Regions from separate parts of the Sus scrofa genome. Here region 1 is linked to region 2. A link is a contact called in public Hi-C data. All regions are on one chromosome and are shown on one strand. The core of a region is the stretch at or near the end of the contact, and the rest is flanking DNA. Distances in the headings are between cores, read along the strand shown.

The links. A called contact is a pair of places that touch in the nucleus more often than the background predicts.
Region 1: a Hi-C map of skeletal muscle shows a contact between it and region 2, with 2.7 times the contacts expected there. The contact joins the enhancer-like site here to the promoter of CORO2B in region 2. A contact is called at or near these places in 4 of 47 Hi-C or Micro-C datasets (brain, heart right ventricle, skeletal muscle and 1 more) and 1 of 2 datasets of contacts at active chromatin or transcription factors (skeletal muscle).

Annotation. Positions count from the first base shown.
Region 1 is chr1:166,537,488-166,541,199 of Sscrofa11.1, reverse strand. CORO2B (coronin-2B) reads right to left here. Exons shown (of 12, transcript XM_003121757.5): 2 at 2,148-2,348. Among named protein-coding and RNA genes, the nearest start is that of CORO2B, 73 kb to the right of the region's middle. Within about 2 kb of position 1,494, at least 18 of the 83 cell types and tissues checked have an H3K27ac peak or open chromatin away from gene starts, as enhancers often do. A contact at or near this core is called in brain and skeletal muscle, where this site is marked.
Region 2 is chr1:166,463,973-166,467,661 of Sscrofa11.1, reverse strand. CORO2B (coronin-2B) reads right to left here and starts at 1,792. Exons shown (of 12, transcript XM_003121757.5): 1 at 1,417-1,792. The coding sequence starts at 1,431.

The DNA.
Region 1 (3,712 bases), core at 245-2,744, 74 kb before region 2:
CTATGACTCTTTTAAATCTTTTTCTACTTAGTAGTGTAAAAGATATATTTTGTGGAGTTCCCACTGTGGTGCAGCAGAAATGAATCTGACTAGGAACCGTGGAATTTCGGGTTCCATCCCTGGCTTTGATCCGTGGGTTGAGGATACAGCATTGCCGTAAGCTGTGGTGTAGGTTGCAGATGTGGCTTGGATCTGGCATTGCTGTGGCTGTGGCATAGGCTGGCAGCTGTGGCTCCAATTAGACCCCTAGCCTGGGACCCTCCATATGCCACAGGCACGGCCCTAAAAAGACAAAAAAAAAAAAAAAAAAAAAAAAAAAAGGTATATACTATTTTCTGTGACTTGTTTATTCATATTCTTTGCCCATTTTCTATTGGGTTCTTTTTCTTTTTTTTATTGGGTCCTTTGTCTTATTGGTTTTTCTTAACTCTTTGTATATTCTGGACATGCATCTTTCATCTGTTATATATTGAAAATATTCTACCCAATTATGTAGCTTGCTTTTTAATTTTGCTTACATGTCTCACTGAAGTACAAAAATTATCTTTTAAAAAATTTATTCTAATCTATTAATCATTTCCTTTATGGTTTTATGGATTCTTATCTGGCTTAGGAAGCCTTTCCTTCTTGTGTCATTTTAAAAATACCTTATTTTCCTCTAATACATTTGCAGCTTTTCTTTTTATTTTTTAATGTTTAGATAGTCAGTCCATCTGGAATTAATTTTTGTGATGGTGTGAGGCATTGACTGGTGACCTTTGAAAGCCATGTAGAGGAATATGGCAGGGTGCCGGCAATGGGCTGGAGCCCCAGGAAGAACCAGCCCACATGTTGCTGGGGACCTGCAGGCCTGCAGTAGCTGGAGCTGAGCTGCTCCCTGAGTGGACAGATATCTGAGCCCATCTGGCCCAGGAGAGGAGGCAAGCTACATTTCAGAATCCTTCCCAATACACAGAGCTGCTGAGGGCATTTGCCAAGTCGACAAGTAGAGCTAACGATACTCCCCAAAAGGTACCCAAATATCTTTAACATGTTATGTGGTTCTCAAGGAGCTTTCTGTCCATTACCTGCCTCGATGCCAACATTGTGATGCAGGTGGAAGGGAACTATTTACCATCACAGGAAAATAAAGTGCAGAGAGGTTAAGTGACATGTCTGGGGTCACAATCCTGGTGATTGGCAGAGCCCCACTAGAACCTAGACTTCCTGCCGCTAGGTCCTCAGCTCCTTGGACCTCTCTGTGCATCAGGCTCTGAGTCACTGTCACTGCATCTGCCCCCTTCGGTGTAAGGGAGGATCTGACCTAAAGCTTTCCTAAATGTGTGCTCCCCCATGGTGGGGTACGTGAGACTGGAAAAATCCACCCTCCACCACCCGCTGAGGGTTTGGAGCACCAAGGCCTCCTTTGGCGTGTACCTCCTCCTCTCCCTGAGCGTTCCTCGGAGGGTGGGAGGGGAGATGAGTCAGGCCGGGGAGGGAGAGCTCAGCCATAAACAAGCGGGACTGACAGCGAGCACTTTCCCTGAGGCGTGTGACCTCCCACGGGCCTCCAGGGACTCTGCCTGAATGGCAGAGCTTCAAAATTTCATGATCTAGGCTCTGCAGATTTAATTTGCTCTATTCACGAAGGCAGCCACAGAAGGGGGAGGAAAGCTTTTAGAGGGGAGATGGGGGGATGATGGAGAAGGTAAATTATTTCTAGTCCCTCAATGGAGAGCTCAAAAAGTTGTTTTTTAACAAGTGTGCCATTTTTGCAGATGCCTAGCGTGCCTGTGCTGGCTCTTTATCCCCTCCAGCTCCAAGCCAAAAGGACATCCAGGACACGGAATTGTAAAGCTGGATCTGACTTTGGAGATCAGATGATGCGATCCCTCGGGGTTCATGGGAACCCCATGTACCCCAAAGCAAGTGATCTGTTCAAGTTCGGGGAGCTCTGGGAATAGAACCAGGTCTCTTGGATCTTGGCCTGTACTTGTTCTGGTGACTTCCAGGAAAACCCTGGGGAAAGCACAGCTACTGGATACATGATGAGAAAGTAAAAAGAAAGAGGCAGAGAGAAATAGGGGCAACAAGCCCAACGGTGACCAAACAGGGCTTCTCTCCACCCTGGGGCTGCAGCGAGGGCTGGGGAGCTGTGGGGCTCCTACCTGCTCCAGAGGGATGACGAGGAAGGAGCCACCTCCTGCGCTCTCGGTGACGATGGCCAGGAAACGGGCATTGACGGCGCAAAAATGGTTATCATGCACATTCTTGGTGATGGGGATGCCGTCGAAGCAGTGCTCCCGGTTGGCCACCTTGCCGTAGACGTTCCGGAACTTGGAGCTGCGGTACTGCGGACGCCAGGACATCTGTGAGGGGCCAGGAGAGACAAGGGTCAGGCCGGCCACTGCCTCCTGAAGGGCTGGGCTGAGCACGCGCAGGAGGGAAGCTGGTCTCCAGGGGTGCAGGGGGTGGGTGAGCAAGGCCCAGTGCCCACCCGCAGCATGTAGGAAGCGGGAAAGGGGCCTCCAAGAATTGAGTGCCTGGAAGAACCACTCTTTCAGCAAAGCCCAAAAGAGCAGCAAGTGGCATGAGGGCATTCACTCGTGTCCTGCTTTCAGTAAAATACCTTGCAGAAAGGATGGCGGGTCCTCTCACTCCCAAGGGACGGGCCATGTGACAGAGCAGACCATCTACCCAACAACATGTCTGGGCTGCCTCTTGCATGTCAGAAACTTTGCTTGATTTAGTATGGGAGGTGCAGACAGAGGAGGCAGGGTGCTCACCCAGAGAGAGAACACTTCTGACAATGAGGGGTCCGGGAGGAAGATGGCCCCCTCTATGTGCAACACGACCACCCACTAGCATACCCTCCTCTGAGTCTCTCGAAGGCTTCTAATCCACAAGTGCATCCTCAGAAATCTCTTAGTTCTATACATCATCATCATCATCATCATCATCATCATCACCAGACCCAGAGAGGTTAAGTGACCTGTTCAAGGCCACACAGCTAATGAGTAGGGCCAGGAACACAAGCCTCCTGACTGGAAATCAGAGTCTTTCCTCTGCCTTTGGAGCAAGGTTTCTCAATGTGTGTCTCACAGATCACCTGTATCAAAATCACCCACGGTGGGGGAGGTTTCTGAGCTGCTCACATCATTTGTTAGAAATGCTGATTCCTGGGTCCCAGTCCAGACCTACTGAATCCAATTATTTTGAGAATGGGGCCCAGAAATAGGCATTTTAGTCCAGCTTCCCCACCCCAGTGGGAGAGAAGCTCACTGACGTTTGTGAGCCCCTGTCCTAGAGAATATAATGGCATCCTCCCCCCCATCATCCGTGATACAGGGTCCAATTACTGACCAACTGGGCCTGACTGCATACACCATGGAGAACACAGATGTGCACGAGTGGGTGGTGGAGGACAGGATGGGCAGCCCACCAGGGAGTCCAGCTTTACTGTAGGATGGCACCTCCTATGGGAAGCCCTATGAATAGGTGCCACGGCAGATGGAGCCCAAGTAGGTGCTCTTCTGACAGACATGCATCCAAGTTCAATGAGCACCCACGAGTCCCCAGCCAGGGACCTGGCATACAGCAGGAGCTCCATAAATGCTTTGTGAAGTGAACATGCTTCTAGCCCAACTTTGCCATTATCCATGCCCTCCCCTTCCTGCCAAACCTCCTGATACGACTTGAGTCTCCGCCTCATCTCAGGATAGAAATTTCTTCA
Region 2 (3,689 bases), core at 543-3,042:
GTAATCCTTCCCAGCCAAACAGCATTTTGTATCAGTTTAAAACACTAAGCATCCTGCTCCCTGTGGGTCATAGCAGCCCTGCCAATAGTAGCCCCAGCTAAGGTAGCCCCCGCCCCCCAGCCCCCAAGTTCACCTTTCTGCAATGATTCCAAGACCCTCTTTTGGAATTGAGCCCAAAGACCCTGAATGAACATGCTGTCTTATGGCAGATCTCATGCGGGCAGAGGTAGCCCCTGGTTTATCAGATGGAGCCAGAACCACCCCTCCCAACACTACCATGGCTGACCCACCATCTGGCCCACTGCTCTGACCACAAACAAGCTGCCCTTCCCACTTTGGCCTCCAGCTCTCCAATTCTGAGAGACAGCAGAGCAGCTGGTGGAGTCTGGCCTTCAGAACATGGCTCACCAAACCCAAGGCCAAGGCCAGGCTGTGAGCTCCTTATCCTGTCAGAGTTCTCAGAAAACTGTGGGTTCTCACCCTTGATCTTATTGGTTTTTCAACTGCCCATCACCACCCCCAGTGTCCATTTTATCATCCTTATCTATCGTCACATTCCACAGGAGGAAACTGAAATCCAGAGCAGAGGCCCCCCCAGCCAAGGTCACCCAGGGGATTTGGGGTAGTGCTGGGAAGTGAACTCAGTCTCCTAAACCCTGGGCTCTTTGCAATATCCAGATCTGCTTTCCACTTGACTCTTTTTCCCCACAGTGAGGAGCCTCCCGAAGTCTCTGGGGTAAACCTGGGCCTCTCTGATGAGGTCCAAGAACTCTCCTCCAATATGGGAGCTGCCAGAATGTGTGCCGCTCCCTTCCCTGCCACAGTGCCTCCCCAGATCTTGAAGCCGGGCACTGCAGAAAGGTTCCTATCACTGCAGAAGCAACTCCCAGGACTGGGGAGCGCCTACTCCACAGACTGCCTTTGGAGTGGTGCCAGAGTTCCTGGGATGGGCGGCAGAGCCCGGCAGGTGGGCTTTCACCTCCGCTGGCCCTCTCTGGGAGGCAAGCCCATTCCCACACCCACTACACACCGCATGTCACTGCCAGCGACGCTCCCTGCGGCGCGCTCCAACAGAGAACACCACGGAGCTGCCCCATACTGCTCTCCAGGGGTTAAAAATGCAGCATCCTAAACAAGGGTTAAAAATGCAGCCCTGGTGAGTCTCGGTTGAGTCGGTGCAAGGGATCCTGCCTAAACACTAGTCCCTGCGAAAGCGGCATCCTCCCCCTTCCCTACGCAGTCCTCGGGGGCCAGAGCGACTCGAGCGACTGGGGGGAGCAAGAGAGGCGCACGCCGCACCTTCCCGACACCAGTGCCCCCTCCCCACGCCCACACCCCCGCGCCCCCCGCAGCCCAGGCAGGGGGCTGCAAGCGCCAGCGGGTCCCGGGCGCGGCGGGCGAAGGACGCTTGCTTACCTTTGTGACAGTCATGCAGAAACTCCGGGGCGGTGCGGGAGCGCGGCGTGCAGGGGCGGCGGCCGGGGTCCGCAGGGGGCCCCAGGCGGAGGCGGGAAGGGGGTCCTGCGCGGCTCGGCGCGCTCCCCGCGCCCCGCGGGAGGCTCAGCAGAGCCTGGGGGCCGCGCTCCGGGCGGGCAGCGCGCAGGGACCGCTCGTCGGCGCTCGCCCGCCGCTCCTCGCTGATGTCAGCCCCGAATGTGCATTTATAATAGATGAGCCTCCTTCGCCGCAGGAAGGCGAGGCAGGAAGAAAGGGAGCGAGGGAGAGGGCCCGGGCTGGGGGGCGGGGGGAGGAAGAGGGGCCGGGAACTCGCTACAAAGGAGGAGGCGGAAGGAGGAGGAGGAGGAAGCGCAAGCCGCCTGCCGCCTTACCCCGCGCCTCCCGGGCTTGGTCGCCGGCCGCGGGGCACCGCCGCTCCCGAAGCCTGGGGCCGGCACCCAGGCCCGCGGCCTTAACCCCTTCAGGCCCGCGGCCGCCACGCGGCTGGAGGGGGTTGAGTCCTGGCACCTGCCGACTGCGGTGGGGGTGGGCGGCGACTCGGGCTCTCGGTGCCCTGTTGGGCCCCGAGCGCTGGTGAAGTCACACACTAGACGGCCCAGGCGCCGCGTGGGCCGAGAAGACTGCCGGGCTCCCGCGCTGGAGGTTCGGAAAGTCGGCCCGCGGGCCTGGAGCGCGGCACGGCTGGCGGAGAGGGCGTGGCAGCCGCCCGCCTGGGAGCTCGGCCCGCAACCCCGCCTCGAGCAGACCGGGCATGAGGGGCACGGGATGGAGCGACACAAACACTCCTTCGAGTCTCATTCCTGCAGCCGGGGACGGCCCAGAGGGGCTCAGAGACAATTCTACAGAGGAGGAAACTGAGGGCCGGAGTGGGAAGTGACTTGCACAATGGCACACAGCCGGGCTGGCGTTTCTCGGGAAGCCCCCTTTCCGCGTCGCCGCAAGCTCTCTGCGGATCCCCCCTGTTATAAAAGCTGAGTTCTGGAGACTGGACGGCCCGCCCCAGGAGTGTCTGCACAAGCTTGGGTAGAGCGCTGCGCTGGGGAAACACCACAGGTGTGTCCTCTCTGGTGAACTAATCCTGACCTGGGTAACTCCATATCTTGGAGCTGTTGCAGGGACTTGAGGAATGATCCTCTGAAAGTGTCCCCGCAGGTCTTCCTAAAGAAGCCCTCCTCTGGAGGACCTGAGTAGACCGGTTTTGAGAGATTCTAAACCGCTGCGACTGGCGAGGGGAGGGGCTTGCGAAGATGGAGGCGGAGGGATCTGCCACGCATCGCAAGTCCCTCCACGCGCGGAAGTGCTGGCTTCCTGCTCCCGCGTGACTGTACAACTCAATTAATTAGACGACTTTGTGGACGTGGTAGGAGCACCTGTTCTGTGTTTAAGGTGCCAGAAGAACAGAGAGGAGCGGGGAGGCCTTCCTTCAAAGAGGCCACTGTTGAGAGCAGCAATGATAATCAGCAGCTGTAGAGCTCTTTGTGGATCACTATGCTACTTTTATTTACATTTTCTCCTGTAGTCCTAAATGCAATAATAGTATGAGGAAGGAATTACCATCCTCAGTTTGCTGACAAGTGAACAGACTCAGAGAGTGGCAGGGACCTACCCAAGATCATACAGTGACAGAGCCAGGACCTGAACATAAGATTTGTTTGTTTGTTTGGTGTTTTTTGGCTGTGTCGGGCATGTGGAAGTTTCCTGGCCAGGAATCTAACCCGAGCCACAGCAGCAAACTGAGCCACAGCAGTGGCAAGGCGGGATCCTTAATCCTCTGTGCCATCAAGAAACCCTCATAAGTCTTTTTAAATCAAGTACAGCATTGTGTATAGATCTGTGAATTCCAGGTCCACTCACACCTGCTGCATTATTTGAGCTTTCACGCCTGTCTTGGGAAGTGGATAGACAGCGAGTAGTTCTATTTTCACACATGAGGGGTTTGAATGATTTACTAAATCTCTTGGGTAGCAGATGTTGGCACAGGCCTCAAGCACCTCCTTTGTGCAGACCCTTCCAAGTTGTGTTCCCATGTTGGACCTCTGCTTTTGACCACATTGCTCGCCTGTCAAGAATGCCCTCCTCATTCTTCTGCACTAAGCCAAACACTCCTTGCCTCTCATGGCCCCACCTCCTTGCCAAACCTCTGACAACTCCAATCCCCAGGGTCCCCGTCTTGCATTTGGGTCTGAGTGTCTGGTCTTTGTTTCCATGAGCTTCTGGTCCGTACAGACTGT